Linked DNA regions of Zea mays: region 1 is linked to region 2. A link is a contact called in public Hi-C data. All regions are on one chromosome and are shown on one strand. Each heading gives the region's core, a stretch centred on a gene start, on an enhancer-like site or on the middle of the called end of the contact. The rest is flanking DNA. Distances are from core to core; before and after follow the strand shown. Region 1 has its middle 65 kb from the start of LOC100194056. Region 2 holds the start of LOC103643094 (translocase of chloroplast 159, chloroplastic).

Region 1 (4,848 bases), core at 2,148-4,647, 290 kb after region 2:
CGTGTCTTCCGTTTGCACCGATTAGCATTTAGGTTAGGGCAATTGGGTTGATTGGCCAGGTTGTCAGTGGTTGCGCTGCCACGGTGATGTGTTGCGCCGCCGTCGAGCACGCTAGAGAAGGAAGACGGTCGCTCAACCCTAGATCTCTGTGTTGACGGCCCGGATCAGAAGATAGCGATACACCTTCGATGCATAGAATCTGTGTTGTTGATTGCCTGACGTGTGGTTCGGGTGACAACAATGTGTGGACGATTTCGGGCGATCGATCTTTGATCCTAGGGCAGTGAACGCATACCGGTTCATAACCTTCCCCGATCTAATTATGGCCCTTGATGTAAGATCCAACGGCCAGAACTGATCAGTACCCCTTCGTTGTGGCTATTTTATAGTGGAGCCCCTCGGGTTATTACAAACTAACCCGCCATCCCTCCACTATAGGAAGACTTAATAATTAGGCCCTTGGATTTTGCAGATTGATCCTCGGAACTAGCAAACTAGTATAAAATGATCCTAAAACTTCTTTAACGCATATCTTCCACGTTTTAACTCTGATTTGACCCGTTCAAATTGCTTTAGTCTCGTAATAAAATTGTCTACGCAGTAGCAACGTTATTGTACTGTGTCACATACTTGTATACTTAAATATTTGTTTACCCTTCTAGTAGTAGATTTATTTTAATAACAAGGATTTACATGTCTATAATTATAATTTTACTATAATATGATTTCTAAACAAGTTATAATCTGGATTAAAGTTTACTTAACTATTTGGAGTATATTTTCTCATAAGATGTATATTAACCAATTTATAATATAGTTTAATATTTAAATCACATTTATCTTCCATAAATCATAACTCCAGAACCGTAACTCCGATTTTAGTGATTCTCGAACCTACGATCTCGTAGCGTTGTGTAGATTATTATTATGCAGTTTATTCTTATGTTTGGTGTGATGTTAATTTTGTCTATACCATATTTGTTCGTATTGCTACGACTAGCAGTGAGGGCACAAGGATCTGAAAAATCATCCTGGTACCTGGAATCTCAAGTCCCAGGCAAGTTATGCCCTTGATCACTTCTTTTACCCAATCATGTTCTTATTAATCATAATGATCTGCATAAGTTAATTTTGATGGGACCCAATAGGTTACCCTAGTTTGGCTATATTTATACCTTATTTACCACTGAACTTTTGGGTAGTACCTACTATTGCTTTATGTGGTTTTGGGTATGGTGATATACATTATTCATGATTATACTTTTATTATCAGTTTGTTATTTACTGTTCATGATTAGATTATTATGTTAATTGGAACATCGAGAACCACCCGGGAAAACAGTGCTACCACAAGGGTGGTATGGGACGCCGGTATGGGACGCCCTTGGCTGACTAATTAGGAATGCTAGTGGTGGACTACCTTACCCAAAAGGGGCAAGGGCAGTATGTCACACCCTGGTTTTAGGGGTCTAAAACCCGGGCGCGAAATAATCACAAGGTGTGCTGGGACCAAGTCTCACACATATGATGAATCATGGTACAAAAACGAATAGTGCAGATCATTATGATTAATAAGAACATGATTGGGTAAAAGAAGTGATCAAGGGCACAACTTGCCTGGGACTTGAGATTCCAGGTACCAGGATAATTCTTTAGATCCTCGTGACCTCACTGCTAGTCGTAGAAATACAAACAAACATGGTATAGGCAAAATTAATATCACACCAAACATAAGAACAAACTGCATAATAATAATCTACGTGTTGCTATGAGATCGTGGGTTCGAGAACCACTAAAATCGGAGTTACGGTTACGGAGTTATGATTTACTGAAGATTCCCCGTGGTTAAATATTAAACTATATTATAAATTGGTTAATATACATCATATGAGAGAATATATTCTAAATATTTAGTTTATCTTTAATATATATTATAACTTGTTTAAAAATCATATTATAGTAAAATTGTAATTATATACATAACAATCCTTGATTAGTAAAATAAATCTACTACTCAAAGGGAAACTTCTAATTTTAAAAGTGTGGGGTATGTCACAACTAATGTTACTACTGCGTAGGCAAATTTATCACAAAACTATCGCAATTTGAACGGGTCAAATTGGAGTTACAGTGGATTAAATATGAATTACAAAAGTTTCTGAATTTATGTTACACTAAAAATCAATTTCTAGGATTTACTCATAAATTTGAATAGCATTTGGACCGAGGGAACAAAATCCCGAGAGCTCAGAGTTCAAACCCTAAATTCCAGGACCCGCTTGTTTTGATTCTTAAAGGTGGAAGGACCGTGGGTTGTTTTGTATGACCTGTGGGGGCTCTTTTGTAAAACGGCTCGGGCGAAGGGGTTACTGACCATTAAGATCTGTTGGATCACAAATGGACGACATCGATTAGATCACTATTTAATCGAACTGGTATGTACTGAGAACCGTTGATCCCAAGATCAGCGGCCTAGATTTTAAACACTACGATCAAATCTTACGCGCATAATTTGGATCGGACGACCGGGATCAAAATCCGAACCGATATGCTTTTCCGGTCACCGGATCTCTTACCAACGGTCAGGATTTTATGCAAACATGATCTAATCTTATCCCCTCGTTCCCGATCAAACGGCGCACAACCCATCAAGTCAAGGGGTAAGCTACGTTTTAATTTGTACCGCCCGCGCCAGGGTCAACGGCTGGTGCGCGATTCCTGTCTCCCTCCTGCTTGAACGCGGGACAGCGCGGTGGAGCAGAGCTCCCATGGCGATGCACTCGCCGGAGCAGGTGATGTTGCGCCCTAGAGCCCCAAACCCCAAACTGAATGGTGCTACGCGTAGAAGAGACCAGAACGAACTAGGTAGGAGTGTTCTTACCAGGATGAACATGCCGACAGCCCCCGACCATGGCTTGGTGCGGGTCCGCCGTGGCGCCCAACTCCGTTGAGAAATTGGCGAACCACTGGGGGGTCCTCATGCCTAGAACCACGTCGGCCACATGCAGGCATCACTGGTGGCTCTCCCCGACCGCCCATAGGGGACCCGACGGTCGCCAATAGGTTTTCTAGGGTGGCAGCCATTTTCTTCTATCTCTCTTTCCGGCACTGGCAGCAGGATGCAGGGGGTGTTACGGAGCCAAGCACTTTTATATAGCCGAGGGGTTCCATGGCCCCGAGAAGTGCGTGAATCTATAGCATCCAATCAACAACGACAGTCACGGGGGATCTGTTGGGTTTCCCTTGGTCCAGAGCTGGGAGCGAAGATTTCCCAGTGCACACACGAAGTCCAACATGGTTTGTTACGGGGGAAAGGTGATTCTGGCAAGCCAGGCCCACGCAGCATCGATTCGTGCGCGTGCGCGCAGAGATGGGACGCGGACGCAGTGTGGGAGGTTGACGAAGCGGGCCCCGCACGTAAGTGTGACAAAACAAAAGAAAAGGGGAAAGGAGTGGAATGGGACATGCGGGGAGAGAAGTGGAGATGGCCTGACCGTGAGGAGAAGTGGGCCAGAAGCAGGGAATTCGGCCCAAGCACAGGGTTACCATCTCTTCTTTTTTTCCAAATTCTTATTTCATTTCTATTTTCAAATTTTGAACTCTAAAGCAGATTCAAACAAGGTTTGAATTTCAAACTTAATTCAATGCTCAGTCAAAGATCCAGGATGCCATGCAAAGTTTATTTTATTTATTTATTGGTTAATTATTCACCTAAATAAATGTTTCTATATGCATAATTCTTAAGAGAATAATTCACACATTACTTTATTTTGTTTGGGAGAAATTTAATATAAAAACTTCACCATGATTTGAGTCAAATATTGTTTAAGGAGTGCTCTAATTATAAAGTTATAATAAATAGATTGAAAGTGTTTCTTTTACCTATTGTTCCGTAATTTCAACTTGAACTTTAGTTTTTCAGATTTGAATCTCAGTTCTTAACCTACTAAGCTCTTGTTATTACTATTTATTTATTTTAGTGAGATATACTTTGACAAGAAAGGAATCTATGATAGTTTAACTCAAATAGTTTTGAATAAAATTTTTATGAATCCCAAACTAAAATTTTTGAGTGTTACATAAAGCTATTACAACCCAGTCCTAATTTTATCAAATTAAACCCCGAAGTTTTAGGTATTGCAATCTGCACTCCTAGGTTCTGTGTGATTCATAAAATTAAATAAAGAAATTAATTTTAAGTATGAAATTAATGGAATAAACTTAGCTAATCCATATTGTTGGGGGTTTCTTCTCCGCCGAAGGTCCTCAAGGCAAAAACACCTTCGACAAAGGGATACAGAGATCCTCTTTTCCTCTACTGAAGGTTCTCAAGACGAGGACCTTGAGTAGAAGCAATATTGACAAATGTCCAAGCTACCATCAGCTTCGGTTCAAGTCAAGCAGAAGAAGGAAAGACCAGATAGACCTTAGTATTTCAGGTTGTCTGTAGATAAATGTTGAGGGTCATGAATGTAATATTACCCGGGCTGCGTCCCGTGCCTATAAATAGATGAATAGTAACACCGTATTGTTCACGCTGATTTGTAATCACTCTTTTGCGTCTTTACCTTCGAGCAAGACGAAGGTATCAATGTAATATTAATACTGTTAATATTCATATACATTTTATGGAATGCAAATATAAATGAATTAATGAAATACAGTTACTGTCTTTATCCTTTCACATTCCTATTCACATATTAAATGATGAAGGTATGTCCTTCTTGACCTTCGTCTGATGAGCATTATACCCATGTGGAGATAATGCTTCGGAAGATGAAGGTCCGTAATAATTTACAATCGTGTTGCCTTGTTCTTGACCTACAACATCTGAGAACAAGTGACTAA
Region 2 (4,867 bases), core at 1,671-4,170:
GCGCATATCTCCAGCAGCCTGCCTGATGGACTGCTGGATGATGTGGGATCTCTGAGCCATCAAGACCTCATATGTCATGGGAGCACCATTGAGGCCTTCAGGAGGAGCAGACGCAGCATGTGTGAGGGCAACAATGGCATTGAACCATATGGATGAGCCAAGAACAGAGGTAATTGTCTTCAGAAGAGGCAAATCATTGAGATCACGGCTCAGACTATCCAGACGATCCACATATAGAACAATATCTGGCGGACATTTCTTGGTATATTTCTTGACAGCAGCAAGAATCTTTCTGTTTGATCCTTGGTCCATAACGTTGGGACGAAGGCCAGGTGTATCAATGATTCTAATCTTGACACCATCAACATCCCCAATGATTTCCCGCACATTAGTGGTTGCTGAGCTAAAAGCATCAGTTTTGGACTTCTCTTCACCAAATACAGAATTGATAGTTGCACTTTTGCCAACTCCAGTCTTTCCTAGAACAAGTATGTTGCATGAGAAGTTCAGATCCTCCTTTCCCTCTGCTTCAAGAAGTAAGGCCTTTCTCCGTGCATTATCAAGGCTGAATGCTCGATTTGTCTGCCTACCATGTCGGATACCCTCAGCAAGGCTCAGACGATACAGCACTTGTGCTGCAACCGTTTCTTCAGGAGTAGCTCCCAGCCTGTAAACCAGACGCAGAAACTTTACTCTAATCAACTCAACCTTGTCGTGTAGCTTCTTCTCTTCCTCTGTCATCTCTTCTGTAGGGTCAGCAGTAACTGCTAGCTCTGAGGGGCTGAATAGGTTTGACCTGGCAGGTTGGCGAGGTGCAGTCGGCCTGAGAGAAGGGGCTGATGAACCAAGACCAGCAGGTCGATCCATGGTGAATATTCTAGAACCATCTTGTGAAGCAACTGTGACATTCCCATCTGAGGATCCACCAGTTGCCGCTTTCAGAAGGGCCGCCAAGGCAGCAGAATCAAATTCCTTCTCATCCCCATCATCATCATCCTCAGAATCATCAAGCATAATCTGCCCATCCATGCTATTGGTGAAGTCTCTTGAGACATTACCACTAGAGGAGCCTTCTGTAAGCTCCTTCATGATCTGCTTCGCGGCTTCAGAGCTCTCTAAGATTGCAACCCGTGCAGGACTCGTGTTAGAGTTTGCCCCGTCATTATCATCATCAGCCTCATTATCAATCCCATCCTCGTCATCTGGCACAGCCTCAATTATGTCATTATAAGCAACCTCCTCTTCACGATCAACAACCTCAGTGGCACCTTCAATCTCATCAGCGCCATTATTTTCATTGATTGATTCTGGAGCCAACTCCCGAGACAAGATACCATCGACACTAGGAGCAGCAACATTCTCAACCTCGGCACCAACATCTTCCACCGCTTCACTGGCAGTGGCCAGGTTTTCAGCATTCTGCTCCTTCTCAAGGCTATCCTCAAGCACACTGTCAGCACTTGCAGGAGCAAGCTCCTCTATGCTTCCGTCATTCAGAACCTGGGTCAGTGTAACATTTGCATTGTTTACGTCCCCACCGACATCAAGACTACTAGCAACTAAATCAGATTGAGGATGCTGACTTACCACTGGACTTGCCTCACTCATTGGCTCAGGCTTGGTGGCTTCGTCTTCAACATCATCATCCTTCTTAGTTGATTCTTCTGGTGCTTCTTTACCTCCGAGAACCAGGACTTCATCACCATCAGTATCCTTGTTAGATGGTTCTTCTGGGGCTTCTTCAACTCCAAGAACCACCACATCATCACTTGCTTCCTTCTCATCACCCAATTCACCATTAGCTTCAGAAACATGGGCTACCATATCCTGTGGTTCCACCGCCTCCTCTCTAAGAGAAAAGACCTCAACCTCCTTCTCATTGCTCAACTCACCACCATCTCCACTCCGAGGACCTACCTCCTCGCCCTTCTCAACTTCTGGCTCCAGTTTCTCCTCCTCAGTCACCGGTGGCTCGGCATCATCTGCCACCTTATCCACAACCTTTACCTCCACTGAAGCACCTGTGTCCTCGTCCTGCTCCTCCCGTAATTCGCCCATCTCATCACCTTCCAGCGCATCAAGGAAAACCAGAGAAGGATCTCCATCCCCCAATTCGGCGTTCTCCGACTTGGATTCCACCACTGGCATGGGCGCTGCCAAAGAAGCGGGTGTTTCCCCGTCCCCCGACGCCGGTTCCTCGCCGCCGTCATCGGTCTCGGCCTCGGCCTCTGTCGGACCCAAATTCCCACCTTTATCCTCCGCATCCGCCTCTTTTACATCCCCGCTATCATATCCTCCTCCGACACCCTTCGCCTGGCCGTTCTCGGCCTCCGGACCCCCAAAGCCCTCATCTATCCCCTCCAATCTCACCTCCTCCTCCTCTCCCCCACCCGCCACGACCTTCTTTGGCGCCTCCACCACTTCCTCCACCTCCTCCTGGGCCGCCGCCGCCTCGACTTTCTTGCTCGGACTCTCCTCGGCCGCCGCCGAGGCCAGGTTCTCGTCCTCCACGGGGGCGGGCGCGACTGGAGCGACGTCGGTGGTGGCCATGGACGCCTCGACTTTCTTGGGCGGCTCCTCCTCTGCGGCTGCCGGGGAGGTGCTCTCTTCCTCCACAGGCGCGACTGGGGCGGCGTCGCTGGTGGTGGCCATGGCCGCCTCTTGCTCCGCCAGCACGCAACGAAGCAAGAAAACAGTGGCGGCAGCAGTGAGATTCGAGGAAGCTGGGAGGAGGGAGGCGATGAGAAGATAAGGTGAGGGTTTTAGGTCGGGCTGGGGAGTAAAATTATCTCCGAGATATTTTATATGTGTGTTTCTTCGGATTTCAGTTTTTTTTGTAGCTGGTAAATACACATGGTTTTTTTACTTTGGTTTGCGTGTAATTTTGGGAGGAGATGGCGCCAGACGATGGCACAACCACTGAACCACGCAGCAGTACAAACCAAGGTGAGATATTAAGGAAGGCAAACAGGCGGAGCTAAGGCTATCCGCACTCATACAACTCTAAATTTCTACTTTAAAAAAAATATTTTGTCCTTGTCAGCAAGGTTCTCTACTCTATACCATAATCCTCCGCAGTCATATATACTCCATATCTCAACCCTATATTAACTACAAAATATTATATCAATTTTTTAATTTTTTCCATACACACGATGCTGCATGTGTATGCAGTTGCTTTCGTATGATTGGATGCAGTTGCTCACGGACACAGACACACAGTGTATACAGTTGCTTTCGTATGACCCTAGCTGTGACGTTCGTCCACCCATGCGCCAAAATAGAGTACACCATACAGCAGATGGCTGCAGCACGCCGAGTAACTCTACGCCGGGTAGGGTAGGGCATCGAGTCCGTCACTGCGGCTAGCCTAAGGTGAAGCGTGTTATCTTCCACTTCTTTTGCAGCCTGGGTTTGTCAATATGTTATCGAACCCACAAATTATAGATATAAATGATCCTATCAATTATATATATAATGATATAATAATAGACTGTCAAAATTAAGAGAGACAAAATAGCAAATTTCTTTTTCTTTTGTTGTTTTGTACGTAGTATTTCCAGATCTATGTTGTGGGTTGTGCTAAACTTTTGTTTTTTTTATGTCGGAAGGGCTTGTTTCGAAGTTATGAGGAGAAATATTTTGGGCCACACAATGTTGCGTGATCCAATGTTGCATTTGACAGAATATAAAATAGAATGTTCTGATTACAAAATAGGATGTTCTGATTTGCTCATCACATTTTAGCTTCAAGCATTTTAAAAGACAAAACAAAGAAAAGCGCGCACACACATATCAATTTATGTATGTGAGTATGTGACTAATTTAATTCCTTACTTATGATTCAGCTTCATATGTTATATCTAACTCTAGCAGAATTAATGAAAACTAGTATTACCTTCACTCTTAAACTAGGTGAGTGCCCGTGCGTTGCAACGTAACGGAACCGTATAATAACACGATAACTTATATACATATGTATGTTATAGGTATATGCCCGTGCGTTGCTACGGAGTTAATATTATAAAACACAATATTTTTTGTATATTAATGTATTTTATCATAGCAACACACGAGCATATACCTAGTTAGATTCTTATGTGGTTAGGTCACAACTATTTAATTCCATTATGCTCTATAGGTTGCATGTACACGAGATAGTTCACGGGCAACGTACTGATGAAGTGGTTCCTAAAGAGCTTCGGGCTATATGACAGTAACATACTGATGAAGTGGTTCCTAATACAAGGACTGAAGAAGTGGTGACTGGAGGGCTGGGGGTGTCTCATCACAGATTGCTACGACAGAAGCTGGTAGTACTATTTCAGCAGGAGCAACATCGTCTCCACACATTCTTAGATGTTTAGTTAAAAATCACCCCGAAGAAGAAGAAAGTGTAATCTGGCCACTTAAATTGTAATATGTGAAGTGCAGTGTGTACCGGTATGTGAACTTGTTTGAAACTGTAATTTGTGAAATGAACTACTGTTCTCTAGTGAAAATAGTCTAGAATTCATTCATGATCTCAAGCACTGCTTTCTAATGAAAATACTCCTCTATTTCCCTTGTACTCTATGAACTACAGTTATTTCAGATTTCGGTAAAAATAGTCACTTAAATCTATAGTTATTTCATATTTCTATGAAAATAGTCACTTGAATCTGCAGTTATTTCAGATTTCTATGAAACTGAACAATATTTATTTCTAAGAAACTATACAATAGTTCAAGACAAACTCAACAATAGTTCCTGAGAAACAGAAAAATAGTTCATGAGAGATTGAACAATAGTTCCTAAGAAACTAAAGAATAGGTCCTGAGAAACTATACAATAGTTGATGAGAAAATAGTCTCTAGTTCCTGAGAAA

The links. A called contact is a pair of places that touch in the nucleus more often than the background predicts.
Region 1: a Hi-C map of ear shows a contact between it and region 2, with 3 times the contacts expected there. The contact joins the enhancer-like site here to the promoter of LOC103643094 in region 2. A contact is called at or near these places in 2 of 25 Hi-C or Micro-C datasets (ear and leaf).

What each region holds. Positions count from the first base shown.
Region 1 is chr6:58,229,349-58,234,196 of Zm-B73-REFERENCE-NAM-5.0, forward strand. No RefSeq gene overlaps it. Among protein-coding and RNA genes, the nearest start is that of LOC100194056, 65 kb to the right of the region's middle. Within about 2 kb of position 3,398, at least 18 of the 20 cell types and tissues checked have an H3K27ac peak or open chromatin away from gene starts, as enhancers often do. A contact at or near this core is called in ear and leaf, where this site is marked.
Region 2 is chr6:57,935,657-57,940,523 of Zm-B73-REFERENCE-NAM-5.0, forward strand. It overlaps LOC103643094 (translocase of chloroplast 159, chloroplastic), which reads right to left and starts at 2,921. Exons shown (of 2, transcript XM_008666263.3): 1 at 1,588-2,921; 2 at 1-1,500. The coding sequence starts at 2,652.